Linked DNA regions of Sus scrofa: regions 1 and 3 are each linked to region 2. Evidence: chromatin contacts called from public HiChIP or PLAC-seq data. All regions are on one chromosome and are shown on one strand. Each heading gives the region's core, a stretch centred on a gene start, on an enhancer-like site or on the middle of the called end of the contact. The rest is flanking DNA. Distances are from core to core; before and after follow the strand shown. Region 1 has its middle 150 kb from the start of HMG20A. Region 2 overlaps PEAK1 (pseudopodium enriched atypical kinase 1). Region 3 has its middle 86 kb from the start of HMG20A.

The links. HiChIP or PLAC-seq counts read pairs in DNA pulled down with a chosen protein or histone mark.
Region 1: a contact with region 2 is called in an H3K27ac HiChIP or PLAC-seq map of skeletal muscle. The contact joins two enhancer-like sites. A contact is called at or near these places in 2 of 2 datasets of contacts at active chromatin or transcription factors (alveolar macrophages and skeletal muscle).
Region 3: a contact with region 2 is called in an H3K27ac HiChIP or PLAC-seq map of skeletal muscle. The contact joins two enhancer-like sites. A contact is called at or near these places in 3 of 47 Hi-C or Micro-C datasets (adipose tissue and liver) and 2 of 2 datasets of contacts at active chromatin or transcription factors (alveolar macrophages and skeletal muscle).

The regions. Positions count from the first base shown.
Region 1 is chr7:57,652,401-57,656,091 of Sscrofa11.1, reverse strand. No RefSeq gene overlaps it. Among named protein-coding and RNA genes, the nearest start is that of HMG20A, 150 kb to the right of the region's middle. Within about 2 kb of position 1,536, at least 11 of the 83 cell types and tissues checked have an H3K27ac peak or open chromatin away from gene starts, as enhancers often do. A contact at or near this core is called in skeletal muscle, where this site is marked.
Region 2 is chr7:57,285,388-57,289,543 of Sscrofa11.1, reverse strand. The region is part of intron 2 of PEAK1 (pseudopodium enriched atypical kinase 1); the gene reads left to right. Among named protein-coding and RNA genes, the nearest start is that of TSPAN3, 100 kb to the right of the region's middle. Within about 2 kb of position 2,078, at least 28 of the 83 cell types and tissues checked have an H3K27ac peak or open chromatin away from gene starts, as enhancers often do. A contact at or near this core is called in adipose tissue and skeletal muscle, where this site is marked.
Region 3 is chr7:57,587,804-57,591,688 of Sscrofa11.1, reverse strand. No RefSeq gene overlaps it. Among named protein-coding and RNA genes, the nearest start is that of HMG20A, 86 kb to the right of the region's middle. Within about 2 kb of position 1,273, at least 36 of the 83 cell types and tissues checked have an H3K27ac peak or open chromatin away from gene starts, as enhancers often do. A contact at or near this core is called in adipose tissue and skeletal muscle, where this site is marked.

The DNA.
Region 1 (3,691 bases), core at 287-2,786, 370 kb before region 2:
GGCCCCCTGGGAGGGACACGGCGCCCTCCAGCTCAACTCAACTCAGCTTGCTTTCTCTCGGAGTGCCTTCGCTGTGCTGGATGCAGTGCCAGCCCTGGGGGATGTGGAGTCCTGGGTGACAGTGCCTGGCTGGGGAGGAGGAGGGACTGAAATCCAGCCTGTGTTCTACTTGTCGAGCCTGGCTTGGGGCTGTGTCCTCCTGAGGAAGGAAGTTTTCTTTCTAAATCCCTCAAAGATGCTTTGCGAGCCAGCAGGGACCCTACCCAAGGTCCCCACCTTGGTTCTGCCAAGTCCATGCCCCAAGATGCTACCCATGAAGTGTGGATGGGACCAGGGCAGGGCAGGAGGGACACAGAGATGGTGTGGGACAGGTCAGTAAAAGACAAAAAAAAAATCACCGCTTAGGAGTGTACTGACAGGCATTAGGCCAGAAATTCCACTGGAGCTAGCCCGATCGTACATCCTCAAGAAAGGGCTGGAAATAGACTCACAGACTTTGAAATACTTAGGGTTACCAGAGGGAACAGGTTGGGGTGGCGGCAGGGATGGGCTCGGTGGTTGGGGATGGAAATGGTCTAAAATCAGGTTGTGGTGATGGCTGTACAACCATAAATATAATAAAAGTCATTGGATTAAAAAAAAAAAAAAAAGGTGCTGGGTTAGCCAGGAGGCCACTGGGTGGGTGGTGCCCAGGAACCAGCCTCAACCAGGGCCTGGAGGCCTGAGGAAGCCTGGTTCAGACATGCTTTGCAAATAGCCATTGCAAAGGCTTTGCAGGACCAGGGAGGGGAGGCAGCGGGGCTGGGCAAGGCAGGGGTGCCCAGCTAAAGGGCTTGCAGGCAAAGTGCAGGCAGGAGCGTAGGAAGGAATCACATTATCATTTTAGTGCAAGTCTCCGGCTCCTGGGTGGAGGCTGAATTGGAGGGGCCCAGAGGACCAGCGAGGCACCAGGAGAGAGATGGGGTGCCTGAGCAGGGGCACACATGAGACCCCCTGGGAGGAGCCAGGTCTAGCTGAGGCAGGCCAGGGACTGAGTGAGGAGGCCTGGGGGCAGAGCATATGCAGAAGCAGAGGAGGCGGCTCCTACACAGGGAAGTTGGAGGGGCTCTGGGAGGACACTGCCCACACCCCAAGCACACTTCTGTCATCTTGCCTGCAGAGCAGATCTGAGAGGAAGGGCGCTTACTCCTTCCCACCTGCTGAAGTTTTGGGAGCCAAGTTTAAACCCAGGCCTTCTGACCCCAGTCCTTGCTTCCTTTTTCCACGGCAGCATGCTGCCTTCTCACCACCCCTTCCTTATCTTGGCCCATCCTCTCACTTACCCGCCCAGGTCCCCAGATGGAAAGCCCTGGAGAAGGGGTCAGCAGAAATGTTTTTGCCAAGTGGAGTTATTTTTACTCAGTGCCCAGATACTTTTTAAAAAATAGGCACAGCCCATGGGGTTGCCTGCCTTCTAAAGTCTCACTAAACCCAGGATCGGGGGCACAGACCAGCCTGGCTGGCCCAAATATTTGCCGCGTTGCCGGGTAACCACCAGTTGGCCCTGCAAGCTGGCATCTGTGGAAGTGAGGGCTTGGAAGGAGAGTCACACAGCTGCTCAGACACTGTCAGCGAAGTCGGGAAGCGCCCCAAATGTCTCCTGCTTGGGACGTGCTGAGCCTCCGGAAGCTGCCCCTCAGGAGACAGGAGGCGTGAGATGGGATTAGCGGCTTCCCAGGGAGACCCGCTAGGCATGAGGCAGTTCAGAGTTGAGCTCAGGTGGCTCTGGCTATGCAGCGTGGCTTGGGAAGGCCAGCTCTGTGCTCCAGCCCTTTGGTCCTGGCCTCTGCCTTTCCCCCTCTTGCTCTGGGCAGCAGCCATGGGCTCTCACAGGGGTATTAGTTGTTTCTACGAGATCTGTCCCCCATGTCCAGGGAAGCTGGAGGCAGGACAAGCATATGCAGAAGCAGAGGAGGCGGCTCCTACACAGGGAAGTTGGAGGGGCTCTGGGAGGACACTGCCCCCACCCCAAGCACACTTCTGTCATCTGGCCTACTTAGAAATTCTACCTTTCCACTTAGGTTTGGGACTTCCCTAAGAGATGGGAAGGACATGGGAGGAAGGTCAGGACAACTTACATGCAGCCAACGAGCCCAACTATCATAGCCCAGGCCCAGACAACATCCAGCCCCTGCTTGCACACCCTGAGGAATGGGGAGCTCACCACCTCAAGAAGCAGTTTGTCATCTTGGCCACAGCAGTGACTGGTAGGAAGTTCCTGAACTTAAGCCAGGCTGTTCCTCTGGGGGAAGGAAGGGGCTGTGGGATAGGATACTGGTCACCTGTGAGGCTGTGATGATCGCAGCCCTCAGGCTCCCCTCCTGCTTGGGGAGCTCCTGAGACTTCCAAAGATGGCTCAGTGCCCAACTCTGGAAAACAATATGACAATATCCAAGAGCAAGGCAGCCATCCATGCATCCCAAAGAGATGCTGGCATGCCGGCAGGGAGCCATGGCCAGCTCTGTCCTGTGTGAACTCCAGGCCCATCACCCCCTGCGGGGAGACCCATCGGTGGCTTTGCTTCTCTGAGCCTCTGTTTCCTCCTCTGTAAAATGGGCAGGACACCAGTACTGCAGGGGACTATGGAACTGGGAGATGAGGTGGTTGTCCCCTTTCCCCCTCCAGATGCTTCTGTTCTGGCCCAAGCATGCCCTGTCTCCTCTGCAGCAAAAGCTCCCTCCTAGCTCTGTTCCCCCGCTCCCCTCTTCCTTCCTCCCCTTCCAGCTAAATCCTCCACAAGTGGTAGGTGTGAGCCGGCTCCCTCAGGCCTGGGCAGCTGCCCTCCACCCACCCGCACTGCTCAGCTAATGCCCTAATCCCCACCCCTAAAGCCTTGTCCTCATTCTCCTCCTCCTCTTCCTCTTTGCTGGGGGAGACGCAGCAGATCATCTGCCTCCACACATTCCATCCAAGCAGGTCTTCTGGGGCTGCAGCCTCCCAGTGCCCCCGGTTCCTCCCTGACAGTGAGGAAGACACTTTCTCAAGCCCTGTCTTCTAAAATCTTTGTTCTTCCCTATGCCGCTGGCAGCATGAGACCCAGGTGGTTTTCTGCCTGTTCTACATGAGGAACAGAAAGAGGAAGGGACACAGGACAACATAAAGAACTCAGGTCTTTGAGGTTCATATCCCACTGCTGTTTGCTGGATGTGCCACCTTGAGCAAGTTGCTTAACCTCTCTGGTGTCTGGCTCCTCATTCCTAAAACAAGAGGGAAGTTTATGGTGATAATCGCATCCTTCTCATTAGTTGCTGAGGATTCAATAAGTAAAGGGCTTAGCCCCGTGTCTGGCTCATCTTGACTGCTTGACAATTGTTGGCCCTTCCCTGGGGCAGAGTCTGCATGAGGAGCCCAAGCTCTGCCAGACTCCGGGTAAAGCTGGCAGGATCTGCCCCTGCAGTGGCCGGGGAGGCACAAAATGTGGGCAGGGCTGGGAGCTTCAGGCCTGGACTCCAGCCTCCATCCTGAACTGGGCAGCGCAGGGACCCAAGTGAGCTGGGAAAGTGCTGAGCTTGTCTGAGGTGGGAGGGCAGACTCAGCAGTTCTGGCTTCGGGATGGGATGGGATGGAAGGTCCGCAGTTAATGAAGGATGGCATTAAAATGGAGGTTTTTTCGTGTCTGTAATTACTCCCTTCCTCTCAGCCCCTCTGGCTT
Region 2 (4,156 bases), core at 829-3,328:
ATTACCATTGGCTATCTTCTTCTGCCACACTTCTTTCTAGGATCTTAAAAATCCAAGATTGGTACAACGTACAGTGAAGGTACTATGATGTCATTTTGGTCTTTCCTTTGTGGGACTGTATCATTTACATGCTAAGTGAGTCTCCTTCATTTCTCATTATTCCTTACTGTTAAAGCGGTGTGCTTGAAGCCAGCTCAGATTAGAAAAACAAGTGTATATATACATTTGTAATCATATTGCAAATCATCATGTTGCTGTGAATAGCTAATAAGTGGCCATTGCCATGTTCCATCATATGTTTCTATTAATTTGTTTTACATTGTAGACTTTGCTTTCAGTTCAGTGTGAGAGCTGAACTCAGAGACCCTTGGAAATGCATCCTGGATCCCAAGTTGAAAGACACTCTTAATGTATTTTTAAACCATTATTTATTTATAACCATTTTTAAAATAATTCTTATTTATTTATTAGAACATCCTCCAAATTCCTCGACCAGGAAAGACTGTTATACTAATTTATCATGGTATCTCTTCGAAAGCAGTAAATCTATATTTCTTTAAAGTATTGTATAATTCAGACTTTCATTAATTTAGAAGTACATTTTCCCTTTAAAAGTCTGTTATAACTGTCTTATAGAATGTATTGTTCCCTCTGTTCTGTAGCTGGGGAAGGAAAAATCATGCCTCTTACCAAATGTACAAGTCATGCAAGATATTAAAGCCTCCAGAAATGGATAAGAGTGGAAACAAAGAGCATTATCACTTCCTCTGGTTATGCTACTGTAAACATTCAAATGGGGTTTCTTTCATTATTATCAGCTGTTTCTTACTTCTTTTTCCTTCCCAACTTCTTTTCCCTCCTCCTTTTTCTTCTTTCTCTTCCCATTGAATCTTGCAGTGCCCTCATGTCCCCTCTTGCTTGTTCCCTTCTTTCAAACCAGAGACCACCTATTTTTTTCACATCTCAATTAGCATGAAGTCCAGCTTTCTTCACTTGGCAGTTGAAGACGGTGGAGAAAAACACAGCAAGACAACTTCTTACCATTCGCTCTCAACCAGCCACTTCACAGGCCCCTCCAAATAAAGGTGGCTCCTGACTCAGGCTAGACTGGATGAAAGACCATACTTAATTTGCCTCACAATATTCACTCCTTCAATACTCTGAAACACACACACACACACACACACACACACACACACACAACCCCACAGCTTTGGAAGAGCCCAACTAGCTAATTGTGTGCCTGTTAGTTTACTCTTAGCTTGCTCTGCACTGAGCACATGGACCCTGCCACCTCAGAGGTGAGCTAGGGAAGTGTGGGCATGCCTGCTTCTAACACCTCTTTGTTCAAGATGGAATTCCACTGTGGTAAGCAGTGCTGCTGCTGCTGAGTGAACTGTTTCTCAAGTACCACCATGCTTAAGTCTAAAGCAGCTTCCAGATGCCATGAATAGCTGAACTGTACCATTTACGCATGTGTGCAGTCATGCGTCCTGGCTCTGCCATGTTACCTGTGTGACCTTGGGCAAGTCTCAGTTTCTTCATCAGCAAAAAGAGACTAATAATAGTGTGTACATCATACTAGCTAAAATTATTATTATTCAGGAAGCACTTGTTTAGTGTCGAGTATATTCTAAGCAATCCAAGAGATATAGAGGTGGAAAAGACACAGCCCTGCCTTCTAGAGACTTATATAATTACAGCACAGCATGGTCTTCTAATAAAGATATTTAGGGAATGAGGTAAAGCTTCATCACAGATAAATTTTTAACTGGTTTGAAGGGTAAACAGGGTATTGTCAAATGGAACTGTACTAGAAATATACATTCCAAACAGAGGGCATAGTTTGTGAACAGGATTAAAATTGTAAAACAGGAGTCCTTGGCTGTTTTTAGATAAGGTTTTAAACTTAGTTTTGCAACATATAATCTTATCACTAGTTGTTACCTAGTTTATAGTAATAATAATTATTACTTAACTGGTTCATCAAAGAGTTTCAACTCAAAAAATGAGTTGGAACCCAAGCAGTGCCTCTTTACAGTGGTGCATCTGCAGTTGCACAATTCCTATCCTGGAATGACTACCATGTGACAGGAACAGTAAATTGTTGGGAAAAAAAACTTGTGGTTAAAACAACTGGAAGTGGATGGGCTTCTTCCTTTCAGCAGTGCTTTAGTTAAGTTTTCAAAATTAAGCAGGTTTAACCTTGGTTTCTTCTTTAGGTAGAACCCTATATCTTAAGATTTTGCCTATTCTTGGCATAGCAAGAAACTGATTTTTTTGGGAGATGTGGTCAGATGTCAAACTAAGAAAGTTCCTTTTACGCATGGAATTTCCATTTGTGTACCAACTTAAAGCTGTGTTTTATCTCCTACAAAGCCTTTTCCTGCAGCTTTGCTTTCACTTCCTCTCCCCACCCTTTTAGTCATGTACTGAAGGGTTTGGCAGCTGGTTGAGGTATCAGGTCAGCATTTTTCACTGTGGAAGGAGGAAAGGTTGGGAACAATGACGCAGGGATACTTGTCACATTTTCCTTTCCTTTTTTTCTTTAAGTGACCCACACATTCCATTACAAAAGCCTAATGAGAATCTTGGCTTATAAATTTTACTTCAGTAGCCCAGAGGTAGAATAATGTGCTGGATGACATATAGGCGATAGTTTCTCAGTGAAGAGTATCCTTAAAAGCCCTTGTACAGCAGTGAGAATTCTTGATTCTACCTCTTTGGCGGTATGACAGATTTTGTGAAGAGAGATAATGGCCTCCGGGAGTCACAAGATTGGGAAAGGAGCTGAGCAATCCATTCCCCATCCTCGCTTATTAACAGTTTCTCCACGGGTGCTTTAGGAAATGCTTCGTATGTGGTGCTTAATATACCACCTACCCACTCTCATCTTCTTCACTGACTTGGAAATTGTATCTAGCTTGAGAAGTTCTAGCTACTTCTGTGGGCCTGTTTATGCCAAGATTGAAATCCTATGTGGATTTGGTTGTTTTATATCAAATCTGCTTGAAACTGTTCAACTAGAAGCAAACTAATTATTGTCATTGTCTGTATAGTGGTAGAGAAAGTAAAAAACAGTAATAGAGTCTTAAAATGCTGTCATGACTTGACATGAAATAGACTACTCTTGAATAGCTGCATCTATAGCCCAAAGGGCTTTGGTCTTGAAAATTGTCAAATATGAAATCGGATTTTAGATCATGGAATCCCAGCTGGTTCCTAGGGGCAGCTTCAGCCATTAAACTCTCCCTTTGACCATTTCATTTGCAGGATTTGCTTTGAGATAATAAGGAATGTGAAGGCAAATGAGTTTTTCTTATCAAAGATTCTATTTTGATGCTCCACAGCAGACCTGTTTTAGCAAATAAATAGAAGAGGCCAGAGTAGACTGTCATATATCCTTGCTTAAGTGCCTCAGGAGACACATTTTTTTATTTCTCAAGCACAACTCTGGTGACTGGAGTTTCCCATTTTGGAGGTGTCAGTGTTGAGCAGGCAAAGCTGCTAGTTATTGATTGCCGTTAAAGTCATTGCACAAAGGCATTAAAGCCCAAGGATTGCTTTTTAGACAGAGCTACAACTGGTACAACTTCTCTTTCTAAGAGCCTGTTATGAGTTAAAATAGTTTTGACAGTGTCTTTAACTGCACATCTTTGTCTCCAAACATAATTAGTATTGAAAAAATGCAGCCCTCATGGTTGAGGCTTTGTGGCTTAGACAGCAGCTCCATCTGGTGCTTGCTAACGGTGTTGGTTCATCTCTTGGATTTATAACAGCTTGAACACACATGTACACAGAACTTGTAAAAGAATGTCAAATCCAGAGTCTCAATTTTATTGATGGTTTCCATTGCACATAGCTAGTCATTGCACTGACATAGGCTAATTATATTCCTGGTGAATCTCATTTGTCTACCCTGTTGATAATGTGATAGCTGTTAATCAACTCAACAGCACCTCTTGACTGAAATAACTTACTTGCACTCAAAGTGGGGAATCATTTTTACTATTTATCTACCAGTCTTGGGAAAACAAAATATACTGTACTACTTATAAAGAGAAAATTTAATCCCTGTCTTATCATCGATGGGTTTAACTTGGTTTAAGATATTAGGCCATAATGCCTTATTCTTTTGTTGTTAGTACCACACAGG
Region 3 (3,885 bases), core at 24-2,523, 300 kb before region 2:
AAACCATGTCCTAACAGAAAGGAGACTAGTGGGGGCCCAAAAGGGGAGCTTGGGAACTAGGTAGGAAGGCAGGGGGTGGGTGGGGGATGGGAGGAGGAATGGGACACACGCTTAAGAAGGAAGCAGGATGCTAAGAAGCCAATTGGAATCCAGTCAGGGAACCACCCCCCTCCCCTTAGAAAAATATGACCCTCTGTGGCTCTGTAATGACTGAAGTCAATTCAATTCAGAAAACTCGAACCAGCATTTCCTGACTGGCTGCCATGTATGTGGACCTGGGTGCTAGGCAAGGAGACTGATTCCTACCTGGAGAGCTTGAAGTAACTGCCGTCACACTTAGCAGAGGGCGTCAGCAGCCTCTGGAGTCCTGGCGGGGTGCCATGTGTGTTCAGAGGAGACAGGATCCGGTCATGGAGTGGCTACGTGTTGGAAGAGGTGGAGAGGAAGTTGGCCTCTGGAACCTGGAAGTGAGTGCACAGTTTGCAAAGCTTGGCAGTAAGTGTAGCTGCTCCCCAAGAGCAGGTATGGAAGTAGAACATCTGTATCCGCTGCATGGTGCACAGGGCCTGGCAGACAGAGTGCACTGTGCATCTTTGTTAACCAAGGGGCCATAGAGCCCGGCAAACAGCTTCTCCCTGCAGGGCCTGTGAGCGGGTGCTGGGCAGGGTCAGCGGAAGACGTTTATTTAGGGGTTCTAAGCCTGGAAAAGAATAAGCTGCCCCCCATTAACTATGTACAAAATAAAATAAAGCTAATCCTAAATCACAAAATAAGAGTAAGAAAGTCCTACACCGGTCTGAGTTTTTCCATTATGACTCTACAATGATTTTTAAAAATGGATCGTTTTCCCAAAACTTCTCATTTAGGGTGTGCCTTGCTTTGCGGGTGCCAAAGTACAGACAAGGCCTGGCCTATCCAGCCCTAGCTTGGTGACTTGGCAGCTGTGTCCGTTCAGATCAGCCACTGAGTTTCTCTGAGCCTCAGCTTCGTTATCTGAATGAATGGACTCTAGCAGTTATGTTGCGGGGCTAGGCGTGAGGGGAAATGAAATGAATAATGCAAAGGCCTAGTGCGGGGGATCTTGCACACAGTGGGCACTCAGGCAGTACTGGGCAGGTCCTTAGCATTCGGCAACTCTAGCCAGAACCAGGCAGTGGCTGTGAAGGAGCAGGAAGGAAGCCAGATGCGCTAGAGGGGGTGGGGCAGCAGCGCGGGGCCTGGGAGCCAGGGTCTTTCCAACACCTGACCCAGCCTGATGGCGCAGACTTAATTCTTGGCCTAAGATGGGCCTTGGGTCCCTGGCCCTCTCTCCTCTGGGCCACACGGAGAGGATTAGTCAGGAAGTGTGCACAATGGGCTTATTGTTATTAGAGTAATAGCTTTGGAACTGGAGACTGCAGGGGTGGGGCGGGAGAGTGGTGTGTTTCTTGCTATTTTAGGGAAGCTTTTTTCTGAGGGAGGCGGGTTCAGAGGTGTGCTTTGAGGGGGGGTGTCTCCCAAAGGCAAGCCCTCCTCAACCCGCCCCTCCCCGCTCCCCCAACCCACACCCAGCACAGCCCCCTCACCTTCCCTCAGACTTCCCTGCCTTTGTCTGTTAGAGAACCGCCGCCAGCTGTCAGGGCCACTCTGTCTGCAACTACTCAGTACAGGAAGGGCCTGGAAATTTCGGTCCCCCAGGAACTGGCAGTGCAGAGGTACCAATACCCCAGATTTCTTTGCCCCCCCCCATTGGGACAACTCTGAGGTGTTTCCAGAAGTTTCCCATGGGGTTAAGCTGAAGCCACCCTCTGTGTGGCTTCCCTTGAATCCCCAGTCCTGCCTGGCTTCCTTTTCTTTGCTTCCCTGTCTCCTCCCTACTCCTCTGCTGCACTTGTCTCCTTTGAAAACTTCCTGACAAACCACTTTCACAGAATCCTTCATTCGGTGGGTGTCAGGGGATGGAACACAGGACCAGGCACAGTGGACACAGGAGTCTGTCTGGGAGAGGTCTGTCCTTGGACTGGCTTCTGGGAGCTGGACGTGATATGTGTGCCCCTCGGGCCCCAGTCCTTACAGAGGGGCAGGAGGCAGGAGGAGGAGAGTCCCGTCTCGTCTCTAGCCCTGGTGTGGATGGAGTGCTGACAGCTTTCTGCTGGCACAGTGCGGGCACCGAATATATGCCCATGGGGGCCAAGGCTGGGACTTCAGATCACTTCCTTCTTCTGCAGAGCACTTCTGCAAGAGTCTAGGAGCCACTGCCTCTGGCCAGGAGCAGGTCCCGCCCATTCTGCAGGTGTGAGACTGGCCACAGGGAGGCCAGCGGGCAGGGGGAACTCCCAGTGGCTCTTCTCAAATCCTTGGCTCTCTTCCCAGAACCCCCACTTTGCTGGGAAGAGAAGAATAAACTGCGTTCTAGGTGCTCAGCAACAAAGTGGCTGAGTGGCAGGAATGAATAACACGAACAGGGGGTCAAGAGGGCAGGCGCATGCATGGAGCCTGACCTCCAGCACAGACAATAAATACTGCCCCTTCCTCCATCAGAGACCACCCACAGGCCTAAGGGAGGGAGCCTGCAGCCAGCGAGGGTGGATGCAGGGCAGTGCAGTGGTTAGGGGGTGCCGGTTAAAGACACCCTGAACCAAGGCGAGACCTTCTGTGTTCTCAAAACTTCACCAGCCCTCCCCAGAGAAGGCTGGCCAGGATGGGGTCGTGGGTGGGTAGGGTGTACTAGATAAAATACAAGATACCCAGTCAAATTTGAATCTCAAAGAAACAGCAAATCATTCTTAGTATAAGCTTGTCCTCAGCATTTCATAGGATGTACTCATATTAAAAAAGTATTCCTTGTTTATCAGAAGTTTAACTTCAACTGAATGTCCTGTACGCATTAAGTAATATTTTTCCTCTGAACCTAGCAACCCTAGTGGGGAAGAAAATGGTTGAAGAAACAGGATGTTTATCCTGGCTGCCGACAGCTCTGGGGGACAGGTGCATTGACTTTCAATTTCTGAAGGGCTGTCCTGGGAGAGAGTTAGAATCAGAAGACAGAAACAATTGCATTTTGAAATAGCAGCTGTATGGTCTGCTGTATGGTCTGTTCTAGAAGGGCAGGCGGCAGAAAGAAGATATGGTGCTGGTTGCAGGTATGGCCCAGCCACCTATCTACTTCCATGCAACCCCAAGCAAGCTTGGCCTCTGAGCCTTGGTCTACCCGTCTGTTCTCCATGGACATGCCCTTTGACCCCACAGGCCCTGCAGACCATGCCAGCCTGTTTTTTTTGTTTGTTCGTTTGGGGCCATGCCCAAAGCCTGTGGAAGGGACCAAAACTTTGTCACCACAGCCACCCAAACCTGCTGTAGTGACAACGCCAGTTCCTTACCCTGCTGTGCCACAAGGGAACTCCACCCTAGCCTGGTTTACGTCCTTTTTCCCCTCACCTTTCTCCAGCATGAGTGCCCTGAGTTTCTGGAACATGGTCTGATGAAGATGCAGAAGCCACTGTGTTTCTCTGGTTCTCCCACCTGTGGACATGGGAGCAGAGAGGGCGAAGCAGGACCCTGAGACCATGAAGACCAACTACAGACACTTGCCCAAGGGGCTCACCATGCTGCCCAGAGGTGGGCTTGCAAGGCTCCTGCTCAGTTTAGCCACATTTGACAACTGGGCCACCCTAAGCCCCTGTCTGGAGGAGAGATGCTTCTGAGTAGCCACTGGCTTCAGAATCCAACCCCAGCAGAGGTTGGGGCCCTTCACCTTGGTCCTGGAAAGCTCTGCCAGCTTAGCCTTGTTGAAGAGGGCAAGCTCCAGAGTAGAAATCCCAATTCAAGCCATGCTGGCTGGAATCTGTAGCCTACTGGAGCCCAGGTCCAGGGTTAGAAGGGCATTTGTGGGCCATTCACACCACC